Regions from separate parts of the Mus musculus genome. Here regions 1, 2, 3, 5, 6 and 7 are each linked to region 4. A link is a contact called in public HiChIP or PLAC-seq and promoter capture Hi-C data. All regions are on one chromosome and are shown on one strand. The core of a region is the stretch at or near the end of the contact, and the rest is flanking DNA. Distances in the headings are between cores, read along the strand shown. Region 1 holds the start of Cd180 (CD180 antigen). Region 2 has its middle 2.6 kb from the start of Gm41046. Region 3 holds the start of Ccnb1 (cyclin B1). Region 4 holds the start of Pik3r1 (phosphoinositide-3-kinase regulatory subunit 1). Region 5 overlaps Slc30a5 (solute carrier family 30 (zinc transporter), member 5). Region 6 has its middle 24 kb from the start of Cd180. Region 7 has its middle 7.8 kb from the start of Gm41040.

What was found. Promoter capture Hi-C pulls out the DNA fragments that hold promoters and counts their contacts. HiChIP or PLAC-seq counts read pairs in DNA pulled down with a chosen protein or histone mark.
Region 1: a promoter capture Hi-C map of pre-B cells shows a contact between it and region 4, with 12 times the contacts expected there. The contact joins the promoter of Cd180 here to the promoter of Pik3r1 in region 4. A contact is called at or near these places in 18 of 39 promoter capture datasets (the 3T3-L1 cell line, the C10 cell line, the HPC-7 cell line and 11 more), 1 of 484 Hi-C or Micro-C datasets (bone marrow-derived macrophages), 14 of 115 datasets of contacts at active chromatin or transcription factors (the 230-238 cell line, bone marrow-derived dendritic cells, bone marrow-derived macrophages and 6 more) and 3 of 9 other capture datasets (adipose tissue, embryonic stem cells and liver).
Region 2: a contact with region 4 is called in a promoter capture Hi-C map of pre-B cells, with 11 times the contacts expected there. The contact joins the enhancer-like site here to the promoter of Pik3r1 in region 4. A contact is called at or near these places in 18 of 39 promoter capture datasets (3T3-L1-derived adipocytes, the C10 cell line, the HPC-7 cell line and 11 more), 2 of 15 datasets of contacts at CTCF or cohesin (large pre-B cells and pro-B cells), 13 of 484 Hi-C or Micro-C datasets (LSK cells, the Patski cell line, bone marrow-derived macrophages and 8 more), 37 of 115 datasets of contacts at active chromatin or transcription factors (the 230-238 cell line, the HPC-7 cell line, the NIH/3T3 cell line and 20 more) and 1 of 9 other capture datasets (pancreatic islet).
Region 3: an H3K4me3 HiChIP or PLAC-seq map of embryonic stem cells shows a contact between it and region 4, with 16 read pairs. The contact joins the promoter of Ccnb1 here to the promoter of Pik3r1 in region 4. A contact is called at or near these places in 7 of 39 promoter capture datasets (cranial neural crest, embryonic stem cells, hippocampal neurons and 3 more), 1 of 484 Hi-C or Micro-C datasets (embryonic stem cells), 3 of 115 datasets of contacts at active chromatin or transcription factors (embryonic forebrain, embryonic stem cells and stem cell-derived neural progenitor cells) and 3 of 9 other capture datasets (adipose tissue, embryonic stem cells and liver).
Region 5: a promoter capture Hi-C map of pre-B cells shows a contact between it and region 4, with 2.6 times the contacts expected there. The contact joins the enhancer-like site here to the promoter of Pik3r1 in region 4. A contact is called at or near these places in 3 of 39 promoter capture datasets (the 3T3-L1 cell line, the C10 cell line and pre-B cells), 5 of 115 datasets of contacts at active chromatin or transcription factors (the 230-238 cell line, embryonic stem cells and stem cell-derived neural progenitor cells) and 2 of 9 other capture datasets (adipose tissue and embryonic stem cells).
Region 6: an H3K27ac HiChIP or PLAC-seq map of microglia shows a contact between it and region 4, with 9 times the contacts expected there. The contact joins the enhancer-like site here to the promoter of Pik3r1 in region 4. A contact is called at or near these places in 7 of 39 promoter capture datasets (the 3T3-L1 cell line, cranial neural crest, embryonic stem cells and 4 more), 9 of 115 datasets of contacts at active chromatin or transcription factors (the 230-238 cell line, bone marrow-derived dendritic cells, bone marrow-derived macrophages and 4 more) and 1 of 9 other capture datasets (embryonic stem cells).
Region 7: an H3K4me3 HiChIP or PLAC-seq map of forebrain shows a contact between it and region 4, with 6 times the contacts expected there. The contact joins the enhancer-like site here to the promoter of Pik3r1 in region 4. A contact is called at or near these places in 8 of 39 promoter capture datasets (the HPC-7 cell line, embryonic stem cells, frontonasal cranial neural crest and 3 more), 9 of 115 datasets of contacts at active chromatin or transcription factors (astrocytes, embryonic forebrain, embryonic midbrain and 4 more) and 1 of 9 other capture datasets (embryonic stem cells).

What each region holds. Positions count from the first base shown.
Region 1 is chr13:102,692,205-102,694,922 of GRCm38.p6, reverse strand. Cd180 (CD180 antigen) reads right to left here and starts at 1,365. Exons shown (of 3, transcript NM_008533.2): 1 at 1,134-1,365. The coding sequence starts at 1,223.
Region 2 is chr13:102,667,640-102,670,385 of GRCm38.p6, reverse strand. No RefSeq gene overlaps it. Among named protein-coding and RNA genes, the nearest start is that of Gm41046, 2.6 kb to the right of the region's middle. Within about 2 kb of position 1,300, at least 32 of the 459 cell types and tissues checked have an H3K27ac peak or open chromatin away from gene starts, as enhancers often do. A contact at or near this core is called in bone marrow-derived macrophages, hematopoietic stem and progenitor cells, microglia and 2 more, where this site is marked.
Region 3 is chr13:100,785,081-100,787,835 of GRCm38.p6, reverse strand. It overlaps Ccnb1 (cyclin B1), which reads left to right and starts at 1,350. Exons shown (of 9, transcript NM_172301.3): 1 at 1,350-1,454; 2 at 1,933-2,103; 3 at 2,218-2,379. The coding sequence starts at 1,434.
Region 4 is chr13:101,766,829-101,769,528 of GRCm38.p6, reverse strand. It overlaps Pik3r1 (phosphoinositide-3-kinase regulatory subunit 1), which reads left to right and starts at 1,312. Exons shown (of 16, transcript NM_001077495.2): 1 at 1,312-1,552.
Region 5 is chr13:100,808,615-100,811,512 of GRCm38.p6, reverse strand. It overlaps Slc30a5 (solute carrier family 30 (zinc transporter), member 5), which reads left to right. Exons shown (of 16, transcript NM_022885.2): 12 at 78-207; 13 at 2,234-2,429. Among named protein-coding and RNA genes, the nearest start is that of Slc30a5, 23 kb to the left of the region's middle. Within about 2 kb of position 1,457, at least 6 of the 459 cell types and tissues checked have an H3K27ac peak or open chromatin away from gene starts, as enhancers often do. A contact at or near this core is called in pre-B cells, where this site is marked.
Region 6 is chr13:102,715,765-102,718,546 of GRCm38.p6, reverse strand. No RefSeq gene overlaps it. Among named protein-coding and RNA genes, the nearest start is that of Cd180, 24 kb to the right of the region's middle. Within about 2 kb of position 1,361, at least 12 of the 459 cell types and tissues checked have an H3K27ac peak or open chromatin away from gene starts, as enhancers often do. A contact at or near this core is called in bone marrow-derived dendritic cells, bone marrow-derived macrophages and microglia, where this site is marked.
Region 7 is chr13:100,870,319-100,873,018 of GRCm38.p6, reverse strand. No RefSeq gene overlaps it. Among named protein-coding and RNA genes, the nearest start is that of Gm41040, 7.8 kb to the right of the region's middle. Within about 2 kb of position 1,393, at least 40 of the 459 cell types and tissues checked have an H3K27ac peak or open chromatin away from gene starts, as enhancers often do. A contact at or near this core is called in forebrain, where this site is marked.

The sequences.
Region 1 (2,718 bases), core at 116-2,615, 930 kb before region 4:
GATTCTAACTCCGAGGACACCATGCCTCAAGTGACTATAACTGGAGAGAAGGCCTTTCAAGATATGATTACAGTAAAATGAGGAATGCTGGGTAGGTCCTGAGCCAGCATGACTAATGTCCCAATAAGAGAAAATGAGACACACTTAAGCATGGGGAGAGACACAAGAGGACAACCAACGATAAGCCAAGGGAAAGTCCTCAGAGGAAAACAACCTTGCTGTTACCTCCATCCTGGATCTCCAGCCTCCAGAAACGACAAACAATACATTCCTACTGTGTAAAATCCCTCACTCTGAAGCTCTGCTTCTGGAAACCCAAAGAAACTAATATAACATCCCTGCCTTGGATTTCCCTGGTATCCTATTTCTGCTCAGTCTGGGAGCATCCCGAGTCTACCCAAATCCAAGGCTAACAAGCTTCTGTTTATTTCTGCTCCAGACTTTATTCCAGTCCTGGCTTTGGGTTCAATTTATACCCTTGACTTCTAGCTATCCCTGGCCTACATTCTCCTTTTGGTCTCCAAGTAGGAAAGCGGCTAACCGAGCCATCAAGGCTCACAGTCTTTTCTGTCTTCGCCATTTGTCAAGCAGGCCCACGTGGACTGGCTACTGGCCAGGGTCAAGGACAGTGGTAGGGAGGTTTAAGATGGCAAAAGATCGAGGCCATTCTCTCTCTCTCCATTCTCTTCATGGTTTCCCATGCATTGATAAATATTGTTACAGTTTAAACCAGAAGGTTTGAGTTGCCTCGGGTCTCAGATTTACTCTGGTTGGTTAGTCCTACAGATGGAAGGGTTTGTCTAATTGGAGGAGAAGATCAATCTGTATTCACAATGATCCTTATAAATTTTCTGAATCTTGGCATGAGCCTGTCTTTACTAGCCCTTCTCAAGACAGCTAAGAAACCAAAGGGTTCTGTGGGGAGTGACCATGTCCTAGGACAGTGGACAAACAGCTTTAGGCATCAGGATTGAGGGGATCTGCTCTTTGCACCAAACCCCTGATGATATCTCCCGTTGTCCTTTTCAGGACAGTAGAGACTGCGAGCCAAAGCTCAGATGAATCTGTATACGATATCTCAAGTTTTTCAGCAAGTGTCAGCAGCTGGGTAGAGACAAATAGTTTGGACTCACCTCAATGCACTTCTGATCTGAGGATGTGGTGGCTCGGCAACTGGCCAAGAAGAGGGCCACTAAAAAGAAGCAGCTGATGTCCGGAGCCATCCCAGGTCCAGAGCAAGCCCAGCTGCGTAGGATTATCTAATGCTCAGAGCCAAGCAATCTAATCACACTCTAATAGCCCTGGCAATTTGGCAGGCAATGAAGTGCTCAGAAGGTCGATCTTAGAACCGAAATGCTGGGAGCTGCTCAGCATTTGTGGATCTGTCATGCAAAAGGAAAAAAAAAAAAAAAAAAAAAAAAGGGGAAGTTCTTTTTGCATACCAACCATCTTGGCCAAAAATAACTAAGAGCCCTACCCCATGATGGCCTACTGCATTTCCTGTCAAACACACGGATGAGTTGTGCAGCTCTCTAGAATCTCACTACGATGCTTCCCACTGCGTTGAAGCCAGTTTCAAGGGGTTTGGGCCACTTAGCCAATTTCTAGTCTCTATCCTTGTGAGAGTCTGTGGATGTAGGAATTTGCTGCACTCACAATGGACACCACTTCTTCTAGCTGTCCCTGTGAGTGGTTAGGAGAAGGGTAGAGCAGGGCAGAGTGCTTTCCTGCAGCAAACCTGAGGGCTTTGACACTGGGGACTGGGGCAGAAGGAGATAGGCCCAACGGTCCTGCTAGCTGAGTGAACCTCATCTGCTTCCTGGACCACTGCTGTTCTTTCTGTGGACAGATTACTTTCTCTCTCACCCTAGTGACTTAGGACTGTTAAAATGGCTCAGGTGAAAGCCCCTTGTCTGGTTTCACAAAAGGCTCAAAGTTAAACAAGACAGCTGGAGCAGAAATAAGTATATCAGCTTGGGGTCCCTTTTGCCTTAGAAATAGCTTTGACATTGAATAAGTCAGTTGTTAGAGTGATTTCTTAGCATGCATTAAACTTCCAAGTTTGATCCCCAGCATCCCATACAACAAACAGTCATGGGCATACCCACCAGAAATTCAGCATTCCGGAGATAGAGGCAGGAAGATAGGTCACTCAAGGTCAGAGGGAGTTTGAGGCCAGCCCAGGTTACAGGAAATCCTTTCTAGGGGGTGAGGGGAGAAAAAAGCAATAGGGGCAGTAATTATTTGGAAGATCAAGGAGTGGCAGGGAGAGAAAAAGATCAAGCATTTACCCAGTGAACTTAGCTACCACAGGTCTTTTCTGACCTTGAACCGGTTGATATATGGGGGATAGCTGGTGTTGCCTTCTAAAACAATTGAATAGACTTGAATAGTAGACAGGACAAGGGATGTTCACTCCTCTCTTTCAGCAGAGGCTGAACAGGGGCAGGAAAAGCTTCTCCTTTGGGCTTCGTTAGGGATGTTCTCAGTAACGAGGCGTTCCATAAAATGCCATCCTCACCAACAAGCATACCTCTGAAGATGCTATTTGCAAAACATGATCTAAGCCAATAAAGGTGCATGGCAGGGCACTTTACCTCACAGAAGGCACCCCTCACAGTGAGGAACCAAAGGGGCTAAGCCTCAGGTCCACTGCTGGCCATCTGAGTGACCTCCAAAAAAGACACCACAGTTCCCTGGATGTAGTTTCTTGTCTGT
Region 2 (2,746 bases), core at 51-2,550, 900 kb before region 4:
ACAGTCATTCACGGTCCCACAGCACTTTGATAAAGTCAGTGGTCAGGCAGGGCAGAACCAAAAACATCCCCAGGTCTCAGCCATCAACTACCTGGCCCATTTTTGTCTCTTGTTTTCATCAGTACTTTAGATACTCACACCCCAAATGACTCAAATTCCTCCTGGATTCAAGTTTTCTCCTTGTCAGGACCTTTGAGCAAAACAGGCTCAGGGACAATACAGAGCCGTGAAGGGGTGGCAGCTGTCGCAGTACAGGCTTGCCCCCTGCGCCCTGTGTCCGTGTAGTTATGTGGGTCACATGTATCGGGTGCTGTAGGGCTTTGGAGACTCGGTGGCAAAAACAGTTGTCTGCAGTAGTTGGCTTTGTTTTGACCTAGTCCCTGCCCCACAGAAGCCTCTCAGTGGGGCACAGCACAGGGTCAGGCATCTCTTGTTTCCTCCCTGATAGCATTGGGAGGGCTACCATTTGGCATCTCTCCCAACCTTTGGTTAGAAGTGCGTGCACATACCCACGAACACTCAAACGATGCCTATTTAAAACAAAGAGCTCTGGCAGGGAGAGGGGGGAGTGGTGAATTTAAATGGACTCCGCTATTTGTTCTGGAACGACTCCTGTTTATTTAAGTTACCAAACGGAGCAGTCACAAGTTCTGTCAAATTCCTCAGACACCCAAATAGCTCCACATTTCAAAACCTTTGCCCTTCCCCACATCCTACCCCGAGGCTGTGTTGGTTGCTGAGTCTGACAGGTGCATTGTGGGTCAGGTGGCCTGGGCAAGTGGAAGGCCTCTGTCATGTTTCTACACCAAGAAACGAGAAGGCATCTCTGGGGAACTGAACATTGTGTGGACAGAGAATGTTCCTCACGGCACCAGGCAAAATGGTCTGCACCAACAAACTGCTTGTGGCCCCCTCTTGAGCCTTGCCCTGGCAGCTGCTCTGATTAGCCTTAGAATTTACATCTGCTATGAGTTCTGGGTCAGTCAGAGGACCTCAGTGGACAGGTTTGGAACCAGAACCAAGTTTGAGACTCTCCCCCTTCATTATCGTTCAGAAACATTTGTGACTTGATGTGGACCTGAGCAAGCTTTGGACAAACTGGGGGTTTAACACCATTCATTCTTTGTAGGTGAGTTTAACATTGCTACTGGGATGTAACAGATTAAAGTGCAGAAGTCAGCTCTCATTTTCTGATCGTGGCTGCAGCAAAATCTACCACGAAGACTTGCTTCCCTATGCATAGCTTAGATGTATCCATACCAGAGAGAGGAAAGTGTGACTTCATTTGAGGAAGTGTGTCCTTTGATGGCAACATTTTTTTTCCCAAATGCCACACAGGCACTGGGAGGGGTAGTAGTGTAGTCTCTGGGGTATCCTCCGGGCTTCTGTCCATCCTGTCCAGTGGAACCGTGTTGGTTTTTATCTCTGCGCTCCAACAGTTTCGAATGCTGGAGTCTGTTCTTTGACCTCCCCCATGTGAGGGGACATTGCTTTAGCATTTGCTATGGTTCAAGCACTGTTCTAAGGGACTTAGAGCTATTAACTTAGATTTATAAACCACAGAATGCTGTTAAAGAAAATACCTAAGATGTATAAGAAGTGTACATTGTGTTCTTTTGCTCCTATGAAAAACAACATATATGTAATATATACCACATATATTTTATGTAATTACAATTTTTATATAAACTTAATATAATTTTTATATAAATTATAATATATATAATTTTTGTCTCTTCCTTTGTTTCTCCATTTCTCTGTCTACCTCTGTCCCTCTGGGTTTTTTGTTTGTTTGTTTGTTTCTCTGTCTGTCTCTGTCCTTTGTCTCTCTGTGTATATGTGTGTATTTGCAAGAGGAGGAAATATAGAAAGATGAACAAGAAAATGGATAAGTTATTTCCGAGGTGATAAACTGAGGTGTAAGTATGGTGTAAATGGGAGAATTTTCACTTTATTGTAATTTACTCTCTTTGAATTATGGTGTGTGTGGTATATGTATATATTGGGGTGTGTGTGTGCATACGTTGCAGGAAATATTTTAAAAAGACCATCACGATCCCTCGCTAGTGATAGACACAGCGGGGCTACATGTCTCCATGATCTCTCTCTGGGTAATCTCTCTGGGCCGGAGCTCCCGAGTTCCCTTGGATCATTGCCATGCCAGCCCCATGCAATAACCGTCCACCCTGTGGTCAGCCGCCACAACATCCAGCAACCTGGTAGAAACAAATCTCTTGAGATGACCGGCAGGTTTCCTGCTCTACTGCCGGCAACTCTCTGCCCTGTGGGGCTGGCTGGCCATGCACTGGCCGACAATGGCCAACCTATTATCTCATGGAGACTCTGACTCAGACCTCCACAATCTCCCCACCCAGCTCGCTAGGTTCCCACTTTTGGGTTGCTATCATGCCAGCCTCATGCTTCAAAGCCCCCGAGGCCTTTGTGGTGCACATCAGGCAAACCCTTGCTTTGCCGCCGTACTTTTGTCTCTGGAACCCAGTCAAGTTCCTGAGAGAAGAAAAACACCACACAAATTTAGCTCAGAAACAATGGTAACTCAATCTCTGGGTGCAACAACTAAACCTAATCTTGTAAGCAGTATTAAATCTGATTCCTCTGGTGGCGAATCCTGATGGATCCACCACTGAAACCAGGAGACACTAGTAGCTACATGTAGACCTTATGCCATTACCGTTCCAATAGCCTCTAACCCTCTCTTCCTTCGTCCAACTTGAAAGTCCTTCCT
Region 3 (2,755 bases), core at 101-2,600, 980 kb after region 4:
ATATGACGGGTCTACCATAGAACAGCTTACTTGGGGGCATGGGAAAGGAAGGTGAGAAGTGAATAGAGACAGAGAAAGAGAAGGGACGAGAAGGGGGGGTGGGAGAGAGAAAGAGAGAGAGGAGAAAAGATGGGGGGAGGGAGAAGGAGAAAAAGAAGAAAAGAAGCTGGCCAGGAACCTGTGAAGAGAGGGAGAAGGGAGAGAGGGAGAAAAGGGACAGAGAGAGAAAAGAGGGCAGAGTCAGAGAGAGAGGGAGAGGCCAAACAGTCCTTTTTATAGCAAGCCAGGCCTACCTGGCTGTTGCTAGGTAACTGTTGGGCGGAGCATAGAAGGAATGCCAACAACCTGTGCTACAAGAGATCCTGGTCAATAAATAAATCCGCGTTAGTGTTACTGAAAATTAATGTGGAAAATTTCACTGAAGTTAATAAGCCTTAATAAGGAGTTTGACATAGAAAGATAGAGAGTTGCAATAGAGATCTTTGTTAAATAAGATTTTACAAAACTATATTTTTGGAGTAATCTTAAACTTAGAGCAAAATTAAGCATAAGGCACATTTTCTTTTATCACTGGGGCAGTCGCTATTGGGGAGCTTGGTATGTTAATCTATTTGCTTATAATAACCATTTACAGCTGGGCGGTGGTGGCACACGCCTTTAATCCCAGCACTTGGGAGGCAGAGGCAGGTGGATTTCTGAGTTCGAGGCCAGCCTGGTATACAGAGTGAGTTTCAGGACAGCCAGGCCTATACAGAGAAACCCTGTCTCGAAAAAACAAAAAGCAAAAACAAAACAAAAAACATTTACTATGTGTATGTGTGCTAAAACTTCATGCTATCAACCTCAAAATCCATCCCAGATAGCTGTTGGAACAGTCATATTAAAGACCGTCTCTGCAACAAAGCTTTCGGGAACTCTTAAGATAGTATTGGCACTTCTATAGAAGAGGATGAGAAACAATAAATAGGACAACAGCAAAACTGATATGCGTACTCCCCACAGTCATTTTCCTAAAGTCCAACGGAGTCGCCTGGGCTAGCTTGGACAGCACACAAGTGAGCACTGCACGCCATGCCTACCTAAGGCAGGTGGCAGCAATGCGACTTGTGCGCAGGCATAGAGCCTGACCTCGCGAGGGGTGGGCGGTGCTGCCAGCGGCAGCCTCGCTCTGGCCCCGCCCCCGCCCCACCCCCGCCGAACTTGGGATCGCGGGATCGCCCAGGAAACGCATTCTACGGGAACCCGCGGCGCCAATGGGAAGAGAGCGAGTGCCACGAACTGGCCAATGAGGAGCGAGCGGCCCGGGGTTTAAACCTAAGCCCGGCAGACTCCTCCCGGCGTGCTGCGGAGGAACGGCTGTTAGTGTTTAGCTGTGGATAGCCAGAGGTTAGGGTGTCTTCTCGAATCGGGGAACCTCTGATTTTGGAGGAGCCATGGCGCTCAGGGTCACTAGGGTGAGTCGGGCCAGGCGCTGCGGTGATCGCGGCGGGAGAAGACCGCGGGATCCCGGAGCGGGAGGGGGATCCGGGAGGGCTCCGGCGAGGCCGGGGAGCTGAGGACCCACCTTATGGAGGGTGAAAAAGACCTCTGGACCTATCTGGGCTGCAGGACTTGTGGGGAGTGGGTGCTGTGCTCTTAATGGTGAAGGCCCAGGGTGAATTCTTCGCCTTCCCGGAGAGCTGTCTACGACGGAGGCTTTTATGGCATCCTTTCCGATGTAAATTCACCATGTTTAGGGTGGCTTAGGACTTAAGGGGAAACTGGATTAAAGGTGAAAGATTTGGGTGGAAACTTGCTTGTCACGGCTGGAGGCTAGATCCTACCACCCTTGCTTTCCTTAGTTAGGTCCCGCCTTAATTAACCCGTGACTTCCTCGGGGCTGCCTGCTTGCTGCCGTGGACCCTTTTCAAGTTGTTCTTTTACTTCTTTCAGAACACGAAAATTAACGCAGAAAATAAGGCCAAGGTCAGTATGGCAGGCGCCAAGCGTGTGCCTGTGACAGTTACTGCTGCTTCCAAGCCCGGGCTGAGACCGAGAACTGCTCTTGGAGACATTGGTAATAAAGTCAGCGAAGAGCTACAGGCAAGAGTGCCTCTGAAAAGGGTAACTATCGCCCTGAAAAGGGTACCGATCTCCCTAGCCCAATTAACCTGAAAAGGCCCATCTTCTAGCTGTCACCCTTGGGAAAACATTCTGTTCTCTCCCTTTCATCCACAGGAAGCAAAAACGCTAGGTACTGGAAAAGGTACTGTTAAAGCCCTACCAAAACCTGTAGAGAAGGTGCCTGTGTGTGAACCAGAGGTGGAACTTGCTGAGCCTGAGCCTGAACCTGAACTTGAACATGTTAGAGAAGAGAAGCTTTCTCCTGAACCTATTTTGGTAAACTTGCATTTTTTAAAAGTTTGTTTCTTCTCTCTGACTTCATTTCACGTTGATGCACATGACAGCATTTAAATATATTACTTATTATTGAGTGGCTAGCAAAAACATTTTACATGCATTAACGACTCTGGGGTGAGTATTAGCACCCTGCGTCAAATGGTGGCAGATAAATATGGTGGGGCTTTTTGTTTTATGTAGACACCAGAGTCTCACTCACTATGTACTCCTGGCTGGCCTGGGACACGGATGTGGGCATAAATCATTTTCTTTTCTGTGTCTCTGTAGCTCATGCTGTCCTTGAACTTGAGATTTCCACCTCCAATGCTGGGATGGTATATTCAAAAACTATTTTTAAAAAGATTTCAGGCAGAGA
Region 4 (2,700 bases), core at 63-2,562:
TGTCCAATGGGTAGGCAAATTCTTAAATGTGATGTGGGTAGCAGCCTGCTTTTGTCTTTATTAGATACCAAGAGTACCAGAAACATTAGTACCTGAATTGTGTACTGAGATCTCTTCTTTTAGAATGGGCGTCACCTTTAAACGTGACTGCATTTGTTTAACATAAACTGTGAATTTCATTTTTTCCCTCTGCTTCCAAAACTCACAGTAATACACTACCAAATTTAGAATTTGACAACAGACTAAGTTCTTGGTTAAGAAAAAGCATTTTGTTGCCAGAATAGCTGCAAAAGGGATCTTTAGGGCAAGAAGGGTGGGTGGCTACAGGTTCCTGAACTACAAAATAAGACATATTTTGGGAGCAAAATTTAAAAAGTCCATGAGTTCTTGAACGTTTTTATGAAGACAAAACACGGGGCTATCATCCTTTCTTATCTGGGAAGGCTGAGCCATTATCACTTTTTTCTTGAGCAGCTTCCATAGTGGTTTCTACTCCAAGGATCTACATTTTTACATCTAACAAACCATAGACTTCATTTGAGTTTCTCCAGCCTATCAGAAGCGTTAGAAGGCGGTGGACTGGCTGAATGACCTACATAGGCTCTGCCTTGCAAGGACTGCCAGAGATCACCCGGTATGCGCCCTCCTCACAGAACACTCCTTTTCCTCTAGATCCCGCCTTGGTTCCTGGAGGCAGCCGTGCCAGGCTTTTGCAGGCGGCGGGCACTCGTTGCTCCAGCTCACCCTTTCACCCCTCCTTCACCCCGGGAGTGCCACGCCGGGTGGCGCGGTTTTTCTGACCACTAGGGAAGCTGGGCAGGCAAGGCCAGGAATTACAGGGCCTCCCCGCTTTGGCGAGCCCTCGCATCTGCATCTTCCTGAACCCAGCCACTGTCCTGAAGCTCTAGTGGATTCGAAAGAGGCAGGGTCTCGCAGGCAGCCGGCTGGGCTCCAGAGAGGCCTGAACTTATTTCCCACCCCCCACCCCCATCCCCATTTGAACTCCCTGCTTCGGGCCTGGGCGACGCCCCGCAGGCGAGCCAGCCCCAAGCACGCAGAGTTAGAGCGCTCCGTAGCGGAGGGCGCGCGCCGTCCAGTCGCCCGGGGCATCCCCGAGCCGGGGGCGGGGGCGAGGGCAGCGAGGGGTGCGGGGTAGGGTCGGCAGCACAGAGCGTAGCTCCTAGACCTTGGTAGCCCTCCCGGAGACTGGCAGAGGCGGAGGGCGCGGCTCGGGCGCTGGGGGGCGGGGTCTCGGGCGTTGATTGGTGTGTATCTGGGGGCGGGGCGCAGGGGCGGGCCCGGGGTGGGGCTGGCGCCTGGCGCTGGAGCTGCGCCGCTCAGGGAGAGGAGTAGCTAGCAGCTGGAGCCGAGTTGGAGGAAGCAGCGGCAGCGGCAGCGGCAGCGGTAGCGGTGAGGACGGCTGTGCAGCCAAGGAACCGGGACAGCGAAGCGACGGCAGGTCGCAGCTGGATCGCAGGAGCCTGGGAGCTGGGAGCTTCAGAGGCCGCTGAAGCCCAGGCTGGGCAGAGGAAGGAAGCGAGCCGACCCGGAGGTAGGCGGCGGCGGGTCCCGGTGTGCCCGGGAGGGGGAAGCGGTGCGAACGCGCACGGCCGCTGCTCTTCCTGTCACCGGCAGCCACTTCTGCTGCCGAGCCACTCAAGGGGAAGCGAGCAGGCTGCCAGCTCCCAGTCGCCAGCATCTCTCGGCCACTTGGAAGCCTTCTCCGGCCAGTGACCAGCTTGCTTGGTCGCAGCCACCTCCTGCTCTCATTTCCTTCGTGCCACCCCGGGCGGGCTGTGCTCGTTACCCGGAGCGTTCGGTCCTGGAGTTGCCAGCGGTCACCGGCTCCCCTCCTCCTCCGTCACCTCACGCTTCCGAGGGTCCCCGATCGCCCTGCAGCTTTCCGAAGCCGGGAGCGCGCGAGGAGAGTGCCTGGATCGCTGCCTTTGCGTTAGCGCGGCGTACCCTCCAGGCCCGGAGCCCCAGCCGGGGTCTCCGGCCAGGCTGGGCCATGGTGGTCCCCGGAGCTCGCCCCCAGCCCCCGCCCTCCGAAGTTTGCCTCCCTCCTCTTCCGGGGTGGGGGAAGTGCTCCTCGGGGCGGTCGGTGGCTGGGGCTCTAGCTCGGCGTCTGGCGCCCGCCGGGCTTGGGCAGGTTGCTGGAGGCATAATGAGTGGGATCCTGGCACCGCCCGGAAATCCAGCTTTTCCTAACGCGGGGCGACCCTGGAAGGACCTGCCCAGCACTAAGCTGCCGGCCAGGGAGAACCGGCCCGCGTGCAAGCCAGAGCTAAAATATCTGGGGGAATTGTCTGCAAGCTACTTCCTTCCCAAAGGCAGAAACTGCCCGGCAGATCACGAGACAAAGAGAATAGAAACGCTCTGACCAGGCACGCATGTACAGAAATGCATTTTAGTAACCAGCTTTCGCGCACAATAACGCAAGGGTGTGAGCGGAGTGGCTGTGACATGTTGAATGCTGTGTGCCGGCACTGTATTCAGGGGAATTCTGCTCCTGGCGCTAGTAATACCGGAAAGGTCTCACTTCCACCGTTAATTCTTGAAGAAGCTGCAGGCTCTATTGCTGTACTGGTGTGAATTTATGCTTTATTTAGGGGTTTCATGATTTTAGGACTTAATTTTCCCCCTTTTCTTTTCCTGTCTTTTTCCTCTTTGTCAGACAGTGTGAAATAGGAAAGGATG
Region 5 (2,898 bases), core at 208-2,707, 960 kb after region 4:
TTTTATTATAAGCTTATAATGTTTATATTTTTAAAATATTTGTCATTTCTTTTCTAAAAAATATTATGTGTTTTTAGGTATGGCCGAATAGAGATTCTCTCTGGCTTTATTAATGGGCTTTTTCTGATCGTGATAGCATTTTTTGTGTTTATGGAATCAGTGGCTAGACTGATCGATCCTCCGGAACTAGACACAAACATGCTGACAGTAAGTCTTCCTTCTCCTGTTTAAGCTTCCACTTGGACGGCTTTTCCTTACCAAGGTTAGCTAGTTACCATATAGTATAGTTTAAATTTTGTTTAGATCAGCATAACTTCATTCTTAGTGCACTGTCTCCTTTATGTACTGTTTCACTTTCTGTGGTTTTGGTAACTAGTTTATCATGGTCTATTAAATGAAAAATCCTTTAAATAAATTTGAGGTTTTTGGTTTTTTGGTTTTTTTGAGATAGAGTTTCTTTCTCTGTGTAGCCCTGGCTGTCCTGGAACTCACTTTGTAGACCAGGCTGGCCTCAAACTCAAAAATCCGCCTGCCTCTGCCTCCCAAGTGCTGGGATTAAAGGCGTGCGCCACCACACCCAGCTCTAAATTTGAGGTTTTAAGTGATTGCATACATACCTTTAATCCCAGCACTTTGGAGATGGTCAGAAGAACTCTGGCTTTTTTGGTGCATTGCATTGTTGCAGTGGGTCTATTCCATTACTTTTGCTTTTAGTCTCCTAGGCCTGACTTGTACTTTATCATAAGTGTGTGTATGTAGAACAAACACTGCATATTGGGCAGTGTGTACCATTCATAGCTCAGGCACACAGTGAGATCTTAAAATTTATGCCTCGACAATAAACAAAGACTACAATGTTTACATTGTTACTGCAGACTCTTAGAAATTAATCCTTGCTGGGCATGGTGGCGCACGCCTTTAATCCCAGCACTTGGGAGGCAGAGGCAGGCAGATTTCTGAGTTTGAGGCCAGCCTGGTCTTCAGAGAGTTCCGGGACAGCCAGGGCTACACAGAGAAACCCTGTCTCGAAAAACCCAAAAAAGAAAAAAAAGAAAGAAAGAAAGAAATTAATCCTTTTCTCAAAGATCTTAGACAAATATAAGGTTATATTACATATATAAAACATACAGGTTCCTTTATGACTTAATTTTTTTCAAAGTTATATTTTTAAATAACTGAGGGCATTTGTACATTCTTAAAGATAAAATCAGAGAAGAATATAAAAATTGTACAGACTTCCCCAATAGATTATATAAGTATCATAACACCTTTAGTTGTTCCTGTCCCCGGCCCTGTGGATGTCCTTTCCTTCACTCTGCCCTTATGAGCCCTTGGAGGTTTGCTTGTTTTTGTTCTGTTGGAAACTTGCCCTAACAGTCACTCTTCTCTTCCATCCCCACAGTTTCCCAGGTGCTTCCTGTCAGTATCCCTGCTGTATCTCCTTTTAGCAGCCCTGACTTGAGGTTGCTGTTTAGTCAGTCATTCTTCATACTAAGATGTATCTTTAAGACCCTGAGTTGTGTATCATTAAGTCTTTTATGCTGGCACTTGGATTTTTAAGTATGTGTAAGGCATTTTGCCTGCATGTATATATATACCACATAGCATGCCTAGTGCCATGGAGGCTGAGAGGGCATAGGGTCCCCTGGAACTGGAGTTATAAATGGTTGTGAGCCACCATTTAGATCGTGGGAATTAAACCTAGGTCCTCTGGAAGAGCTGGCCAGTGCTTTTAATGACTGAGCCATCTCTCCAGCCCTCTAGTATTGACCTATAGTAGGAAAATAAACAATTAATTCTCAAATCATTAAAAGTAATTTGGAGATTTGGTTAAGTTGTACAGTTGGACCAAGGATGTGCCTGTCTGTCTGTTTTGAGCAGGGTCTCACTAGGTAGCCCTGGAATTCACAGAGATCCACTTGCCTCTGCTTCCTGAATGCTGGGATTAGAGGCATGTGCCGCCATGCCCAGCCAGGATTTGCCATTCTATATCACTTAAGTTCAAATCCTTGTACCATTTTTTTCTGGTATCTGAAAGTTAGAATGTTCCTTCCAAAATACTTTACAATTCACATTTTCAGCATTATAGATTTATTTGGGTAATTTAGTGAAGTTTACTATGAATAGTTTCTAAAGTCACAGTAGAAAAACATATAGCTATATAATAACTTTTAAATAGCAACTTTTTTTCTAAGCTTTAAAATTAAAGCTTTTCTTTTCTCCTTTTTGCTAGCCAGTTTCCGTCGGAGGGCTGATAGTAAACCTTATTGGTATCTGTGCCTTCAGCCACGCCCACAGCCATGGCCATGGCGCTTCTCAAGGAAACTGCCACTCTGATCACGGCCATTCACACCATGCACATGGACACGGCCATGATCACGGTCACAGCCACGGCTTCACGGGTGGAGGCATGAATGCGAACATGAGGGGTGAGTCCTTGGGGAGTACTGTGCTGCCTTTCAGCTGGCTCCTGAGCTGAGGCGCTCACTTGTTTCCATTAAATATCGGCCTTGTGCTGTCAGTGCTCTAGAGGCCTGGGACCTGGGGAAATGGAGCCAGTAATGAGGCATACTAAAGTCTCACGCAGTGATCAACTCTGTTTGAGAGCCCTGTGGTTACCCTTGCAGAGGACCTGGGTTCAATTCCCAGCACCCACATGGCGCTCACACCTGTCTGTAACTTCCAGCTCCGGTGCTCTGACACCTTCACATAACGTACATGCAGGCAAAACACCAATGACATCAAATAAAAATAAATGTTAAAAAAGGAAAGGCTGTATACAATCACAATGACAAGCTGCACGTGGAAAAACATGGTTTTCCATAGAGGCATATAAAGGATAGTTTAAACATTTAGTTGAATAATAGCAGCAAGCAGTAAAGATTACTCTGAAGTAAA
Region 6 (2,782 bases), core at 112-2,611, 950 kb before region 4:
TAGTAAGACTCATTTGCGCCCAAAGCTTATAGAACAGTTGAAAATACTTGGTATCAGCATTTTTCAGATACACACCATTTGACAGTCTAGAAACATTTCCTCACAAAACAATTGTCTTTATGACTACAAAGAGACCTAAGAACCACTTTTCTCTACTATATGATACCAAGATGTTCCACCACCAGAGATCGTTCATTGTCATCCACTAAGCTGAGACCAGCACCATGCATATTAAATAAGGAGCAGAGGAATGAAATCTGTGAATTTAGTTCACCCATTCATCAGTAATTCATCAACATAACACAGAACTGTGAATGGACAACCCTCTTTCCTCTCAGCGCTTGAGGTAATTACTAATTTTTCATATTCTATTGCTTAAAGTGTATATAAACACATTTCTTCTATGACACTCTGTGACAGAGGAACTCTACTTATTCCATTTATCATCTTTTCCTGGTGCTACTAGAATGTGTTACATGGGCAGCCAGGTACCTGATAAATGAATAGGTTCTATTATTCAGTATTTTCCAGCTAGTCAAACATGTTACACATTTTTTTCCAATGAGAAAAGTAAATAGATGTCTTCTCTCTTCAAAACAGTTTCTCGTATTCTATTCCAGTCAATGGTAATTAGAACATGTCCTGAAGTCAGGCTGCAATTTATCTTGCCAGACTCTCTCCACAAACACACAATCAAATCAGAATTAATAAAAAGCCTGTTTTCGTTTTTAATATCTGAAAAAAAGTCATCTGACAGTTCATAAATTTCCCGCATGTAATTTGCTACAGCTAGACTCTTAAGACGTCAGGAGGATTCTGGAAACTAGGAAAAATTCCATCCATAAATTTCTATCTATCTCAGCCATCTGAGCACCAAAGCAAAAGCATTCCTAAGTTCTCCTGCAGTTAAAAGACAGAGCCTCCATTGCACTGTCTCTCAGACTTCCTAATGCTGCAACCCCTTAATACAGTTCCTCATGCTGTGGTGACCCCCAACAACAAAATTATTCCATTGCTACTTCAGAACTATAATTTTGTTACTATTATTAATCATACTATAAATATCTGGTATGCAGGGCATCTGATATAAGACCCTTGTGAACAAACAGGTCATTTGGTTCCTAAAAGGGTCTTCACCCACAGGTTGAGAACCACCACTCCAAAGGGCCTTGGTTCTTACAGTCCTCTGAAGATAACTTATCCCATGACAGAGAATGTCAATACGGGCTGACAGAACTTGTCAAAACAACCCCAAGCACCTAAGGGCCCTTTCATTATTTTAAAAGCCTCACTCAGTGTATATTTTCTTTGCCCTTTCCAATTTCCTCATCTTAGCAAGGGCTTGTGTCAAATCACCCTTCCCCTTTCTGGACTGATCTTCCTCATTATTGCCCTAAGGTTGTTGGCTGGAATCAAATTTCAGGCCTACAGACCAACATCTGCTGAGATTAACACATACAGAAAGCCCACTTAGTGTATTTGGTCAAAGGTACTCCAGGATACATCTTAGTTCTTTCCCTGGGAGAACATTCAGAAATGTAGTCTTTCCTTTCCTTCTAGGCACAGAAAAGGTGAATAGAAATGTTCTTTACAGAGATATATTTCCTTCACTAAAGATAGGACTAAAAGGATAACTAAACATTGGTAACTTTGCAAACCAGTCTGTGCTACCATTGCGGTCGATGCAGATCCTGTTAGCAGGAAGCACAGAAAAGCATGGTTCTGGCTGCCCTAAGATGTCTTACATCGTAAAGCAGCTTGAAGAATCCTACTGAACGGAGGGCGCAACTCTCCAAACAGCTCTCTTTGCCCTTTATTTAGCCATTGAAACGTTTCTATATGCAGCTGTGAATGAACCTAAGGGCTAGAAGGGTATGGCTCAGTGGTGGAGCTCTAAGTTAGCCCAAGGGAGGCCCTGATATCCACCCCTAACCATTAATTCTGTGATGTCTTTGATCCTTGTCTAAATTACCTTATACATACACGGTTCAACCTACATTAAAACTTCCTTGTTGTAGCCTCTATGTTTTAAAGATATTTTTAGAAAGCAAACATAGGAAATAGTAAAACACAACCAACACATGTATAAAGCAAGCAAATAAACACAACAACAAACCCATACCAAGAGTTCTTAGGTTATATGATTAGCCAGAATTCCAGACCCCAAACCATGAACTACCTAGCAGTCTTATTGTCTTCCTGTAGCACAAAGTGACGGTTAGCACTCACCCAGAAGGTCATGTCCTCTCTCACCACATCAATCAACCTAGGATAATTCCACAACCTAGCAATTTGACTTACCTAGGAAATTACCCCCTGCTTCTATGAGAGTGCTCCTCCTACCCACCATCCACTCTCGCCTCACCACCCTAGCATCTCCCTATGCTGGGGTATCAAGCCTTCACAGGACCAGGGGCCTTCCCTCCCTTTGATGCCAGACAAGGCCATCCTCTGGTACACATCCAGCTGGAGCCATGTGTACTCTTTGGTTGGTTTAGTCCCTGGGAGCTCTGGAAGGTCTGGTTGGTTGATATTGTTGTTCTTCCTATAAGGTTGCAAAACCCTTCGGCTCCTTCAGTCCTTGCCCTAACTTCTCCATTGGGGTCCCTGTGCTCAGTCCAAGGTTTGGCTGCGAGCATCTGCATTTGTATTGGTCAGCCTCTGCTCCACTCTCTGTCCCTGCATTTCCTTCAGACAGGAGCAATTCTGGGTTAATATTTTTGAGATGGGTGGGTAACCCCATCCCTCAACTGGAGGCTGTGCCTAATCACTGGATATGGTC
Region 7 (2,700 bases), core at 144-2,643, 900 kb after region 4:
AAGCAAGCCCAGCCAGGCAACACAATAAGAGCCCTTTGCTCTTTCTTCAAAGAGCAGGTTTGCTTTGTAATAAGCAACAGCTCATTATACTTCTATAGTCTCTTCTCCTCTGTCTGCCTTCTCCCTCCTTCTCACAACTTCATAATCCAGGCTTTGAAATTTGATTCTTTGATGTAATCTAGCTGTAGTATTTATTCCTCCCAGCCATTACCTGTGCCTCCGCAGAAATTCACATATTGTGTCTCTGGACACTGGGAGGCAGGGAGCAAGCCTTGACTGTTGGCACATGCCTGTAATCCCAGCTACCTGGGCAGCTAAATAAGAACAATAGCAACTTCAAGACCTGCCTGAACCATAAAGTGAGTGCAATGCCTGCCTGGGCAATTTAATCAGACTTTGTCTCAAAATAAAAAATAAAGAGCGGGTTGGACTCTATCTCAGTCGTAGAGCCCTAGCCTCCACACCTGGTACTGCAGGGAAGAGAGGGGGAGGGGGAGGGGGAAGGAGAGAGGGAAGAAAGTTGGAGACCCATGTTTGATTGAATGTGGAAAGCTAGTCATGGTTGGCACATGCCTCTAACCCCAGCCAGCAGTGGAAGGCTGAGACAGGACCATGAGTTCAAGATTAATCTGGGCTTTGTAATAAGACCCTGTATCAAAAATAGATAGATTGATAGATAGATAGAAGAAAGGCTGAGCATGTTGGTACACACCTGCAATCCCAACATTTGAGCAAGTTCACAGAGGATCAGGAGTTCAAAGCCATCCTTGGCTACATACAGAAGCCAGCCTGACCTATGAGAGAGAGGGGAGAGAGAGAGAGAGAGAGAGAGAGAGAGAGAGAGAGAGAGAGAGAGAGAGAACAAAGCCATTTTCAGGATAATGACAGTCTTTTCTTAGTATCCAGAGAAAACCCAGCACAGCATTTCCCAGGTCACCCTGAGGCACGTGGAAATACAGTGAGTGGGTTTAACTGATAAAAAGCATCTTTATTTGTTGGCATTTAAGTGTGCCCTTTAAAGACGGAAATCAATTACAACGTGCCTAATTATAGTCTGCTGGCCTACGAGTGTACCAGTAGCAATCCTGTTATTAGGAGTAAGATCTGCATCGTTCCTGCTAGTCCAAAATGATGGCAAATTATGATATGGTAATTAGATCAAGACCTCACTTGAGAAAAATACATTGCAAACTGGATCTTTTCAAAGCTCTCCTCTTCTCAAATTAAATCTTACTGTCCATTTTTTATTTCATCTCACCTTGCCAGCGTGATGTCCTTGTAATTCATTCTCTTGGCCCGGGTGGATTTTGTGCTACTCAGGACAGCAGATGCAACAGCAAAGAGATGACATCATCCTTTAGCAAAAACGGCACCATTATTCCAGAACCGTGTGTACGCTCATTCATCTGTCTCTGCTGACATTACTCTGCAGGAAGGTTTTCCAGGGCAGATGTGTGCTCCCTTGGCAACACAAATGCTGGGGAGTGCACATCCATTTCCAAATCCCGAGAGGAAGAGTTTTGTAAATCTATTTTATAAATGTGGTGTGAATAATGGAGAGACATCCCATGTCCTCAAGCCAGTTCTGATTTAAAAAAAACCTTCGAGGGTCCGAGGTTAAAGCAAACCCTCCCCCAGATTTTATTCACATTATAAAAACATTTTCCTCCTTTAAAAGCATACTTTGACTCCCAGTAGTATGCAAATTGAAGCAGTCTCTATTGCAAGCATATATGGATAAGTTAGGAAGTAGCTTTGTGCTATGATCATTTGATAAGAAACGAGAGCAAGAATTACTAAGGGATCATTATACAGGGTTCCATCCAAGTATGGAAAAACAGCTTCAAAATCGAATGCAGGCATCGGAGGCACAGGAAAGGACCTTCTGAAAAGGAAGGCAAGTACTCAGAGAAATGACACACAACAGAAACAGCAACCCAGGAAACAAGACTGAGGAGAAGCCCCAGGAAGAATCAGGCCCACTTGTGTGACACTGCTCACCTTGCCTCTCTCCTAGTCAGGGTAATCATCTGTGTGGTGAGACACAGTGACCAAAGCGACTTGAGGAGGAAAGGGTTCATTCGGCACACATCCATCACTGAAGGAAGTCAGGACAGGACCTCAAGCAGGACTGGAACCTGGAGGCAGGAGCCGTGGAGGGATGCTGCTTACTGGCTTGCTCCCCATGGTTTGCTCAGCCTGCTTTCTGATAGAACCCAAGACTACCTATCCAGGAATGGCCCAAACCACAATGGGCTGGGCTCTCCCCTGTCAATCACTAATTGAGAAAATGTCTGACAGGCTTGTCTACAGCCCAGTCTTATGGAGGCATTTTTCTCAATTGAGGCTCCCTCCTCTCTGATGACTTCAGGTCTGTCAAGTTGACACAAAACCAGCCCAGTACATTCTCCTCTTTCTTGCCTCCCTGGTTCTTTGGAGAGGTGAAATAATGTTTTAAAATACATTGAGCTGAGGGGATAGCTCAGTGAGACACAAGGATCTAAGTTCAATCCCCAGAACCTCCATTTTAAGAGCCTTGTGCAGCGATGCACACTTGTATTCCCTGTGCTGTTAAGGTGGAGATAGGCGGATCCCTGGGGCTCCCTGGCCAGCCAACCTAGTATACTTGCTGAGTTCCAGGTGGGTGAGAGATCCAATCTCACAAAAAGAAAAAGCAAAAAGCAAAGAAAAAGAAAAGTA